Linked DNA regions of Mus musculus: all the other regions are linked to region 2. Evidence: chromatin contacts called from public Hi-C, capture Hi-C and promoter capture Hi-C data. All regions are on one chromosome and are shown on one strand. Each heading gives the region's core, a stretch centred on a gene start, on an enhancer-like site or on the middle of the called end of the contact. The rest is flanking DNA. Distances are from core to core; before and after follow the strand shown. Region 1 overlaps 1700008O03Rik (RIKEN cDNA 1700008O03 gene). Region 2 holds the start of Klk15 (kallikrein related-peptidase 15). Region 3 holds the start of Lrrc4b (leucine rich repeat containing 4B). Region 4 holds the start of Zfp819 (zinc finger protein 819).

Region 1 (2,700 bases), core at 101-2,600, 430 kb before region 2:
CCGGCTCAAACAATTTCTTCTGACCCTTCTGATAACTGCAGCCCCTTAACTTTGAAATCACCTGTTCAAATAGAATCCTCCAGAACTGTAAAGCACTGTCCATGGCTGGTCTCTGGGAGAGTTTCCCTGTAGGGCGGTTATTACAATTTAATTAGTCTAGTTTTTCAGAATGATCTCGAGTAGCAGATGCCTTCACACCCGAGAGACACCTGTGGTCACCCCTTTTGACAAGAGTGTCATAACCTAGCGGGTCTGTAGGTGGAGTCTTGGACCAGGCTCCAGCCTAGGAGATAAGGGCTGAAGTTGATGCATGCCCACGCAGGAAGACTTTACGCACGTGGAGGTGCTGCAGGCTTTGGAGGCCGAGCTGCCCGGGGCCATGGAAAGCGGGCGCGTGAACAGCATCCGCTACGAGAATATGAATGTCATCTGCGGTACTGCGGGCCGCAGGGACAGGTGAGACCATGCATGGGAGTGGTCTAGGGTGAGAGGCTGAGGAACGTAATTGGGAGAGATGCAGCCAGGGAGCGTAATGCTCCATAAACTGAGCTGGGAGGCGGAATTAGAGTGAGAGTGGGAGAGGGGCGGAGCCTAGCATCAGTGGGGGACGGAGGGGGGAGGACACAGGGGGGGTGGGGGGACGGACACAGAGGGCGTGGAACCTAGAGGAGGCTGGTGGTTGAAGTCAGAGTGTAGAGGCCAGTGAGGGATGGAGCTAAAAGCAACTGAAAGACTTGGAGCCTAGAGTGAGTTGAGAAGAGGCGAGGTGAGAGGATGAGGTCAAGGTGAAGGGGAACAGTGAGTTTTGAGGCCCAGAACCACTCAGAGGGACGGGTCCTAGGTTGAGCGGCACTTTTGGCAAAATCAGAATGAAGATAGCATTGGAGGGCTGGCCTGGGCTGGGTAGCATTTAGGGAGGAGTCAGAGTCAGGATGACATTGTGGGGGCAGGTCCTATGCTGAAGGGCTTTTCTAGCGGAGTCTGAGGAGACAGTAGCGAGGGCGGGACCTGGCGCATTCCCAGGTGAGGTGAACGATCCAGCTGAGAAGACCGCAGTGACGCCCGCAAGCGAAGGGGGCCAGGGTGAACCCAAAGACGTCTCTGGGCCTTCACTTCGCCCACAGGTGGCTCATCACCGTCACAGACTTCCAGACGCGGTCACGCCTGCTGCGCTCCGGGCTCACCCTCCGTGGAACCGCGTACCCACTGGTGCGCCACGACGATTTACTGCTGGGGGACTACCGTTTGCACCTGCGCCGCTCTCTGGTCCGAAGGCGCATGCTCGAAGCCCTCGGGGCGGAGCCTGCCGACGAAGATTGACGCACAGCGGGGGCGGGTTCCAGCTGCACCCCGCCCCCAGACCCGGCGAAACGAGAAGGCGTGGCCTCCCTAGGAAGGAGGCGGGGCCGGCTCGAGGGGGTGGATACTGTGAGTTTAATTATAAAGAATGACCTGATACAAAAGCCATTTCTCTCGGCAAAGTCGTGTTGGGCGTGGGGGGCGGGGCGAACCTCCACTCTCATCCACTCGGCCAGAAACGCCAACCTGGTCACAACCTATCCCTGCGACCTTGCAGGACGAGCTCAACTCCTTTCAAGTCCCCTCCCGCCCCCTTGGAAGACAGTTCTAGGGCTTTTATTTCAGGTTTTTCCCCCTTTTGGATTTGTGTGTTCTAGGGTTTTTTTTTTTAATTTTTATTTTGCTTTGTATATTTTTCTTTTGCTATTGTTTCTCTTTTTGCTTGGTCTCTCCTCTCCACCCCGCTCCCCCATCCAATCCCTCCCCCTTCCCTCTCCCCGCTCCTTCACCCCCACCCCCACCCCTTACGCCCTCCCCAACCCCGCGGCACCCATCCGGAATTAACAAGCCCTTGATAGACAGGCGCCGCGCAGGCCCCCTGCGGACGGGGGGCATCCGACCAGGGGGAGGGGGCGGGTAGGGGCCCAGCGCCACCACCTCTCCAGCCCTCGCCACCCCTCCCCCTCCCGTGACCCTCCCACAAGGTTCCCTGCATTTCCCTGACGTGGTGAGGGGAGGGGGCTGGCCCTCCCCTCGTGGATGGAGCGCCCCAGGGGCGCCTGGGGACAGCTATAGGGAATGGGGTGGGGGGAAGGAGGGGAGCTCCCTTCTTTGGCAGCTGAACATAGGGGGGAACCTGAGGGCGATGCCTTCTCCCCTTTTATCCACAGCAGGGGAGGGGGCTACCTAGGGGAGGAGAGGTGGCTTTAATTCCCAAGCCCCAGAAGCAGGGAGGGGGAACGTGCGGGGAGGGAGGAGCCATGCTGTAAGGATGGGGGCGTAATCTGGGAGAGAAGAAAGGGTTGGGGAGGAGAGGGGAATCTTCGTGCAAAATGGACAGACAGATGAATGGTCTAAGAATGACAGGACTGGGTGACAGCCTAGTGAGCTGGGAGCCAGCGTGCATGCGCAGGGTCTCCTCTCCCTAGGAAAAGCAGGGGGAGGTGAGCGAAGACCTAGGGTGGGTGCAGAAAATGAGAAGAGAGGACTGGCTAAGAGTATGCAGAGAGGCGAATACGCAAACCAAAAAGAGGCCAGGCTCTGCAGGGCAACTGGGGAAAGTCATCTAGAAAGATCAGAACAGCGCAGCAAGCACATCCCATACCTGAGCACCATTAAAGAAGGAAGAAGAAGAAGAAGAAGAAGAAGAAAGAAGAAGAAGAAGAAGAAGAAGAAGAAGAA
Region 2 (2,700 bases), core at 159-2,658:
TCCCCGTGGCCCTGGGTCAGGACTCTATCCAGCCTCTCATGGGGACAGACTCCTGGGTCCCCTTTAGTCTAGCACTCCTGTACACAAAGCCCTAGAGAGCTTACCTCCCTCCTTCCCTTCCTTCTTTCTTTCCTCTCTCCTTCCTCTTGGGTACAGGGGTCAGGGTAGGGTGCTGACCTAAGCAGCTGGATAACTGCACTGAGCCATACCCCTCCTCCCTTATTTGATGGAGTCTAGAAATGCCCTCTACCACCAAGCTACATCCCCAGCCCTCTTTTTGCTATTCACTGTGAGACAGAATCTCACTAAGTTACCCAGGCTAGCCTTGAACTCTCCACCTTCATGCCTTAGTCTCTCAGGTGTCGGATGACAGGCTTTCACTACCACATCTGGCTTCTACAGCAGAGCTGAGGACTCCTTTCTCCTGCTCACAGCTTCCCATGGACCTCTAATAGTTCTTAAATAAAGTCCCATATGCTCAGCAGTACTTAGAAAGGCTGAAATGCCTCCTCCCCTTCCAGCCTGCCCAGCTGGGTCTCTGTGACCTTGCCCTAGGCGTAGCCAGTGCTGGAATTCGGCCTGCAGTTTTACACCCAGACATTGCTCAGCTTGTCCCTTGTCTTGACCTTCTCTGACCCCCTCCCTCCCCAGACTCTCTGTGGTATCTCCTAATCAGACTGAGAACTCCTAAGCAGACCCCACCGGACTGACCCTGGATTCCCAGGTGTTAGAGTTAAACACCCAGTGTTAGGGTCTGGTCCACGGAGAAACCTCAGGAAATTTGGGGGAGTGAATTCTAGTCCTTCTCATCTTGCTATTCTCTCTTCCACCTCAGTCTGAAAGACCTGGGAAGCCTTGGAAGAGCAAGACATGGCAATCCAGAGGCAATGTCATTAAGATTCCATGGCCCCTGTCCTGCCCCTGCATGGTAGCAGTGACCTGGCTGTTCACCACTCCTTATCCTCAAGGAGGATGGAGTCAGGTCAGACCCTCCTGTCCCCAGCTCTGGCCAGCTTGAAACCTGGCACTGGGGACACTTTAGGGAGGTTGTTCTGAACTGACTTGACCAGTGATAAGTGCTGGCCATGTTCTTGGCTCTGTAACAAGTGTTTTCAGGGATGTCCTCCTGGTTCACCCTATTCCCTCCCCCCGCCCCCCTCAGCCTAGGCTCTTTCTAGAAGCTTCGAGACATTTTCTTGGTTCAAATTCAACTTGAAGCAACAGGAAAAGGACACAGAAGACCCAAATCCCTTGACAACTGGTCATTCAGGGTAGTATTTGCCTCCTGGACACCAACACATCTGCAGGGTCCCCCTCTCCAATCTCACCCACTTTCCCAAGTTCTCTCTCAAAGATCTCACCCCCTCCGGGTCCTCCAGTGACATCGGGGCAGCTGGGATGCCGGAAGGGGAGCAGACACTGAAAGCCTGCTTTTATAAGCTCCTAGCCCAGCCTGGGTCTCGGGGTGGGGCTGGGTAGAGTGGAGAGAGAGGCAGTGGAGGGCCAGGTTTACAGGCTGGACGCCATGGTGACTGGTGGGATGGGAGACGAGGTTCCTATAATGAGCGTTTATTAGTCTGAAGCCGTTGTCTGAGTCTGCAAGGAGAAATTCCACCCAGGGGCAGTTCCCTCGGAGGGAGGGGACAGGAGGGCAAGAGCAGAAGCTGGGATGGCAGTGCAGTGCAGAGACAGAAATTCTGGGTAGCACTGGAAGCTGATTTTTAAGGTCATGCTTCTTGGACCCCAGAGAGACTTTTAGAGCTTTGGTCTTTTTGTTGTTTTGAGACAGGCTCTTGCGTAAGTGGTTCAGGCTAATCTGACTTTAGACTTGAGATCCTTCTGCCTCAGCCTCCCAAAGGCTGGGATGACAGGTGTGGGCCACCATACCATCTTGAATCTGGACTTATGTTAGCATATGGACTGGGAAGGTCTCGGATCTGGTTGTCATGACCTGAAGTCTAGAGTGTGAGTTTAAATCTTTCTGTTTTGTTTTGTCTTGTTTTCGAGACAGGGTTTCTCTGTGTAGCCCTGGCTACCCTAGAATTCACTCTGTAGACCAGGCTGGCCTCAGACTCAGAGATCTGCCTGCCTCTGCCTCCCAAGAGTGGGGATCAAAGGTGTGAACCACCACCGCCTGGTTAATTAATTTTAGATTTATTCATCAAAATATATTAAATTTTCACACACACGCACATGTGCATGCATAAGCCAGATATCAACTCTGGGTGTCTCCCAGAAATGACTTAGGGAGTTTTGAAAAATTTTTCTAATTTTTTATGTGTATGCTTACATGTGTGGGCTTGTGTGCAGGTGCTCCTGGAGGCAGAGGCATCGAATGCCGCAGGAACCAGAGTTACAGAAGTTTGGTTGTGCTGCTTGCTACCTGACATGGGTGTTGGGAACGAGACTTAGGTTCCCTGGAAGAGCAACCTGTATTCTTAATGCTGAGCCATCTCTCCAGCCCCTCTACCGTGTCTTTTGAGCAGAGTCTCTCAGTGAGACTTGGAGCTTCCTGATAGACCCAGGCTAACTGGTCACCCAGCTCCAGAGACCCACCTGTCCCCATCTTCCCAGTGCTGGATGACAAGCTCTCGTTGGTTTTCTGTGTAGGTCCTGAGTATTGAACTCAGGTCCTCAGGCTTGCATGCCAAGTACTTTGTTAACTGAACCATGTTGTGATAGAGAGTTTACTTTTGAAAT
Region 3 (2,700 bases), core at 186-2,685, 510 kb before region 2:
TGGCGGGACCTGTGCCAGCGGCTGTCGCAGGACAGGGCTGAGGAGCTGATGGAGTGGGGATGGAGCAGTAGGGACCCCCATGTCTGTGTCTGGGATGCAGGAATTCAGGGTCATTGTACACCCCCCCCCATCCTATCCCCTGTTTTCCTGAGTCCCGGGGGGAGGGACTCAGGCTAACCAAATGGCGCGCAGATAGGGCAGTGACTGCAGCCAGCACAGCAGGCGCCCTTCCTATGCATCAGCCGCTCCTGCCTGTGGAGGGCGGAAGCTGCTGGATTTTGTGCCTTGTCAAGGCCCACTGGGTGGCAGAGGGGGTCTGGCCTCAGGACTTACCCTCTGGCTCCCAATGGTCCCTCCACATGGCACCCCTGAGTGCTCACACACATAGAATCCCCTGAAACGGGGGGGCAGTAGGGGGAGAGGGGTCCCCATAAACATGATCACCCACCCACTCACACAAACAGCAGAGACAGACACACCCTCACACACGGCCTCTCTAATCCATGGACACAGGGCTGCCTGCCCCCCATGCAGGTGCGCATGAGCGCGCAAGCACGCGAGCGCGCGAGCAAGCACACACACACACACACACACACACACACACACACACACACACACACACTCCTGTAGCCTCCAAGATTTTAACCCAGATAGAAATATGTGTGCCGCCGCCGTGTATTGGAGCAAGTGTGTGAAGGCAGGGCTGGAAATGGAGACAGAGATGGAGACAGAGATAAAAAGAAACAGAGATGGAGACAGAGAGACAGACCAAGAGAAAATGACAGAGATGGTGAGAGGCACGGAAACAGAGACAAAGATAGAAAAGGGGGGGAAAAGACAAAGACAAAAACCGGCACAGAGATAGACAGAGGCCAAGGGACAGAGACCGTGACAGAGAGGCAGAAACAGAGAAATAGACAAAAAGACGGAGATGGAGAGATGGACCCAGGAGCAGAGACTGACAGGATCAGAGAAGCGGAGGCACGAGAGACCGAGAGATAGACAGAAAGACAGAGAGGCAGAACCCCCCCACCCCCCCACCGCCTCAGGGCTGGCCACCACACGCTGCCTTCACTAGCTTGCCTCGGCAGGGGCCGGGGGCCTTTGTTCCCACACATGTGGCCAGGGAGCTTTCTCCTCAGTCCACTCGGCTCCACGATCCCCACTTCCTGATACTCTGGCAACGACCAGCCAAGGGTCTGTGCTCACCGAGCCCACCATCCCCCAGGCCAGCGCCCGGGTCTCCTCCCCCACCAAGGCTGCCAGTGCACACCCCGTCGAGGCTTCTGCAGTAGCAGCTCCCCTCCCTCCCCTCCCGCCTCTCCTGCCACCACCATCTCCTTGTCCTTGTCTCCCCGCTCCCAGAGCACACACTCTGAGGGACACTCACCCTGGCGGCTTGGCTTCCGATGGCCTTCTCTCTGTGCCCCAGGCCCCCCCCTCCACATGCCTGCAGTTGCCCGGGGCCCTGCCACCCCAGCTTCCTACTGCTTCCCGTTGAGCTTGTGCTGAGGGGGGGGGCGCAGGGGCTTCTTGGGTCTCCCTGCACCCCCCCCCGTCTGTCGCCCTCCCCACCCTCTAGGGGAGCCTGGCCTTTTTCTCTTGGCCACCACACGAGCAAGCCCTTGCCTCCTGTGGTCCTGTGTCCCCCACTTTACTCCCCCCAACACCAGCTTCCTTTCTCTTCACTCACAGACACAGCCTCTGCCCCTCTCCCCAGCTCCCCGACTCTGTCTTGTCTCCCCGAGGACCCCCAGACCTCTTGTCGGTCTGTCCTCCTCCTCCACTGTCCCTGTCAGTCTGTCATTGCTGGGAGCCTGGCTCAGTCAGGTTCCCACTGTCCGTCTGTCTGTCCTGGGGCCTGCCTCCTTGTCTCTCTCCCAGCTCTGCCTTGCTCCCTTTCTCTGCGATTACAATTTCTAGTCACACGGCAGTGCAGAGCCCAGCTCGCTCCCTCCCCGCCCCCTCCCTCCTTCTTTCTCTCCTTCCAGCGGGGAGGGCGCTCCCTTCCTCCTTCCCTCCACCCTCACTCAACTCCCCCCTCCCAGCTAGCTCGGCCAGGGGGTGGCCTCCCCCTCCCCCGCTAATCAAAGGCTCCGTTATCTAATTAACCCGTTGGTTCTGGGCAGTCAGGGAAGGTCGGGGGAAGCGGGGGAGGAAGGTTGTCGGCTGTGCTGCCAGGGGAGAGGGGTTTGGACTGTGCCAAGCTAGAGCCTCATGGCAGGCACACACACACACACACACACACACACACACACACACACACACACACACACACAGCAGCCTCGGCTGCAGAACCAGGCTGGGCAGCATGGACTCCATGCCGCTGGACCAAGACATCCCTCCTACATCCTCAGGGTCCACCCTGGCGCTCCTGCATCTGCTCTAGGTCCCCCCACTACCTCATGCAGCTGCTGATTCAACCCCATTCCAGTATTCCAGTCAACCTATGCCAGCCAACTTAGGCCCATGTCACCATCAACCTTTCAGCTGAGACCAGCACTCATTCTTGCCACAAAGAAAGCTACCCCTGATGCCAACCCCCCCCCAGCCACAGACTAATACCCACCTCCTGGTGCCCTCTGCAGAACAGGCTGTGAAGCTACACTTTGCTATTCACTTCATGTGTCCCTTCATCTATCCATGCTTCCTTCTATCTGTCCATACAGCCATTCATCTATCTATCCATATACCCATACA
Region 4 (2,846 bases), core at 136-2,635, 320 kb after region 2:
GACAAAGGTCATACATCTACCAGCTTTAAAATAAACAGGGAAATAAAATGTAGAGGTGAAACCACAGGGGGTTTTGCTGAGAAAACAGAAGAAGGAACTCGGAAGGATAGGATCCCATATAACTGTGTCCCCTGACTACTCGGCCAATTAAGCAAAAGACAAAAAACAAACAAACAAACAAACAAAAACAAACACAACAACAACAAAAACCTTTAAATTTCTGGGAACTCCCAAGCTACACCACACATTCAGGAAGCAGAAGCAGGAGGATGGCTGCCAAGTTTGAGACCAGCTTGGGCTACTTAAGTAAACCTCTTTAGTCTAGACTTCTGCTTGAGAAAGTTCAAACTAGCCACAGAAGAAGAAGTAACCCCAGTCAGTCATGGAGATTCAAGAGATCAAGAATTGCCTGTCAAGAAGTTTACATAACAAAGCTGTCTGGCAGGGTGTGGCGTCTCCTCCCGATTACCATAGGAGGTAGTACGGGCTGGATCCTAGAAAGAGGAGGCTAGGGTGCTAGGTACTGCCCAAGGAGGCTAATTTGAACTGCCCCCTCCTCTCTGCTTTTCACCATGACTAGCTTAGTCTTTTCAATAGGAGTACTAGACCATGGCCAACCTGTCGGGGCTGCAGAAGACCAATCACTTTCCCTAAAACTTATTTACAGCACCACCCTGCTCAACTGCCCATCACACATCCTTGCCATGTTCATAGGGGTCCCATGGCCATCACGGACTCACCCACATACCTTCAAGGACTCCAATATTCATTCTGGTAATTAGAAAGCTCCAAATGTTTTTTCTTTCTCAGCACCAGCTCCCCTTTGGGAAATATTAGGGAAATGGCCCAAAGATCGGGTCCCCAGCACCTGAACAAAGGCTCCTCTCCCAGTTCTGCGGGCTCGAGCCCACAGCTACGAGCTGTGAAGATCGTTCCATCCCTTCTATCAATTCTGACACTGCTTAGGCTTGGACAGACCAAGGATGCTGAAGCCCCAGTGTAAGTCAAAACCACGAATACACTCATTTTCCATCTTTACTCACTTTTTCGCCTCTCACATGCCAGTGTCTGATCCGGACTCCAGCCAGTCATGGTCTAAAGCAAACACTCCCAGTTATGCAAGCAGCACGGTCGCCCTCACAGACTCACCAGTCCCAGGTTCACAGTAGCCGGCTCCAACGCCACCCTCGACCCTGCTCTCCCGACCCCCACAGGACGCCCACCCCAGCTACGCACCGGCACCCCCCTACAGCTGCCTCAGTCATCACTCAACACAAACCAGCGCTCAGCAGCCAGCATCCTTCCTGCGCAGCCACTTCAGAGAGCTCTGCACGCGGCACGCCGGGTGGACGCTGAGGATTCCCCAGTGTTCAGAATCCAAACTCCCGCGGCGTCCTGGTAACGATAACAACTAACCACGTGACGATCTAAGCGGAAATGGACGCTCTAGGACACACCTACTTAAAATGAACTTCACCTCAGCCACTTTTCTGGCGGAAATCGGTATTGCCCATATACCCTATCGCTTGCAAGCACTAAAGTTGTGTTGCGCATGCCTACCATCACGTGCGAAGATACTCTTTGCCAATAATTATAACGGTGTACACTCTGCCACTACCACCACCCACGCGCCACTCCCATATTGTTATGGCTATGTCCATATTTCAATTATGCGAAAGTCATCATCAGAGTACTTCATTTCCGTACATCCATGGATCATGTGGAATGTCACAGACTAAAAGTCTGAGGCTCCTTAGTCACGAATTTAAGAGACATTTATATTGCATATTCCTAAAAAAATTTCTCCATGTTTTCACACGGACTTAAGACTTTTCTTCTAGTTTTCTAAAACTTGAAAACTAGGAAGAGTTATTGGGAAATGGGAAGTGAAGCCATATGGAACATTAAAGATCTGAAATGAGCCTTCTTGCGAACCAAAAATGAATGTTAGCCCCACCTACCCAGGGACCGGTAACTTCTTGGAATATTGGGAATTGTAGTTCTTTTTGTTGTTGTTTTGGTTTTTTTTTTTTTTTTTTCCCAAGACAGGGTTTCTCTGTGTATCCCTGGCTGTCCTGAAACTCTCTCTGTAGACTAGGCTGGCCTCGAACTCAGAAATCCGCCTGTTCTGGGATTAAAGACCTGCGCCATCACACTGGACTTGGGAATTGTAGTTCTTGGAAAATATCAACCTTCTCATGGCAAAGTACATGGCCTATAGGTTTGTTCTTATAAACGCCTGCAACACGTGGCTGGAGACTGGGAAATTTCAGGGAATGTTTCTGACCTAAGTCCATTTTTGTGTCAGTATTTAATATTTAATGAAGCTTGCTTTAAATTTGGCCCAAAAGCTGGAATTGGTTTTTCTCTGACGAATCTCAGGATTAACACATCCTTGGAACATGTCATGCTTCCCTGAGGAAAAGTATCTATTCTCACTTACAGGTAGAATTTAAAAACGAAATAAAACAGAAATAAACAAACAACAATAACAGCAGCTACAACGGCCAGTGCATAATAGAAACAGTGTTGAACTGGCTGGCGAGGAGGAAAACAAGGATAGGGAGAGGCCAAGCAGCAGCATGTGGGGACGACATGCAGGGACAATTTACAGAGTGAATGACTTGGCCTGATTCAAGGGTCTGAAAGAGATCAGAAAGCCCTGCAAAGTCAAGGATCATATTACCACTCACCCAACATTTGCCCACTATGAGCTGAAAGCCCTATGTGAAGGTCACCATATAGACACTGCCAAACAGACAAAGCCCAGGAACGTCCAACTCTTCCTCCCACTTGTAAACTCTGGCAACAGAAAAGTATTAAGTAAGGTCCCGTTAGTAAAATGA

Evidence for each region. A called contact is a pair of places that touch in the nucleus more often than the background predicts. Capture Hi-C pulls out chosen DNA fragments and counts their contacts.
Region 1: a contact with region 2 is called in a Hi-C map of the G1E-ER4 cell line, with 4 times the contacts expected there. The contact joins the enhancer-like site here to the promoter of Klk15 in region 2. A contact is called at or near these places in 3 of 15 datasets of contacts at CTCF or cohesin (embryonic stem cells, large pre-B cells and pro-B cells), 17 of 484 Hi-C or Micro-C datasets (B cells, the G1E-ER4 cell line, cumulus cells and 7 more), 3 of 115 datasets of contacts at active chromatin or transcription factors (bone marrow-derived macrophages and embryonic stem cells) and 1 of 9 other capture datasets (embryonic stem cells).
Region 3: a capture Hi-C map of embryonic stem cells shows a contact between it and region 2, with 3 times the contacts expected there. The contact joins the promoter of Lrrc4b here to the promoter of Klk15 in region 2. A contact is called at or near these places in 1 of 39 promoter capture datasets (pre-B cells), 1 of 115 datasets of contacts at active chromatin or transcription factors (embryonic stem cells) and 1 of 9 other capture datasets (embryonic stem cells).
Region 4: a contact with region 2 is called in a promoter capture Hi-C map of adipose tissue. The contact joins the promoter of Zfp819 here to the promoter of Klk15 in region 2. A contact is called at or near these places in 3 of 39 promoter capture datasets (cranial neural crest, embryonic stem cells and liver) and 2 of 9 other capture datasets (adipose tissue and pancreatic islet).

Annotation. Positions count from the first base shown.
Region 1 is chr7:44,358,806-44,361,505 of GRCm38.p6, reverse strand. 1700008O03Rik (RIKEN cDNA 1700008O03 gene) reads left to right here. Exons shown (of 6, transcript NM_027049.1): 5 at 323-456; 6 at 1,125-1,463. The coding sequence ends at 1,320. It also overlaps a transcript of Shank1 not described here. Among named protein-coding and RNA genes, the nearest start is that of Gm39001, 14 kb to the left of the region's middle. Within about 2 kb of position 1,350, at least 264 of the 459 cell types and tissues checked have an H3K27ac peak or open chromatin away from gene starts, as enhancers often do. A contact at or near this core is called in B cells, the G1E-ER4 cell line, bone marrow-derived macrophages and 5 more, where this site is marked.
Region 2 is chr7:43,930,383-43,933,082 of GRCm38.p6, reverse strand. Klk15 (kallikrein related-peptidase 15) reads right to left here and starts at 1,408. Exons shown (of 6, transcript NM_174865.2): 1 at 1,362-1,408.
Region 3 is chr7:44,441,222-44,443,921 of GRCm38.p6, reverse strand. It overlaps Lrrc4b (leucine rich repeat containing 4B), which reads right to left and starts at 1,435. Exons shown (of 3, transcript NM_198250.1): 1 at 1,391-1,435.
Region 4 is chr7:43,605,708-43,608,553 of GRCm38.p6, reverse strand. It overlaps Zfp819 (zinc finger protein 819), which reads right to left and starts at 1,385. Exons shown (of 5, transcript NM_028913.3): 1 at 1,280-1,385.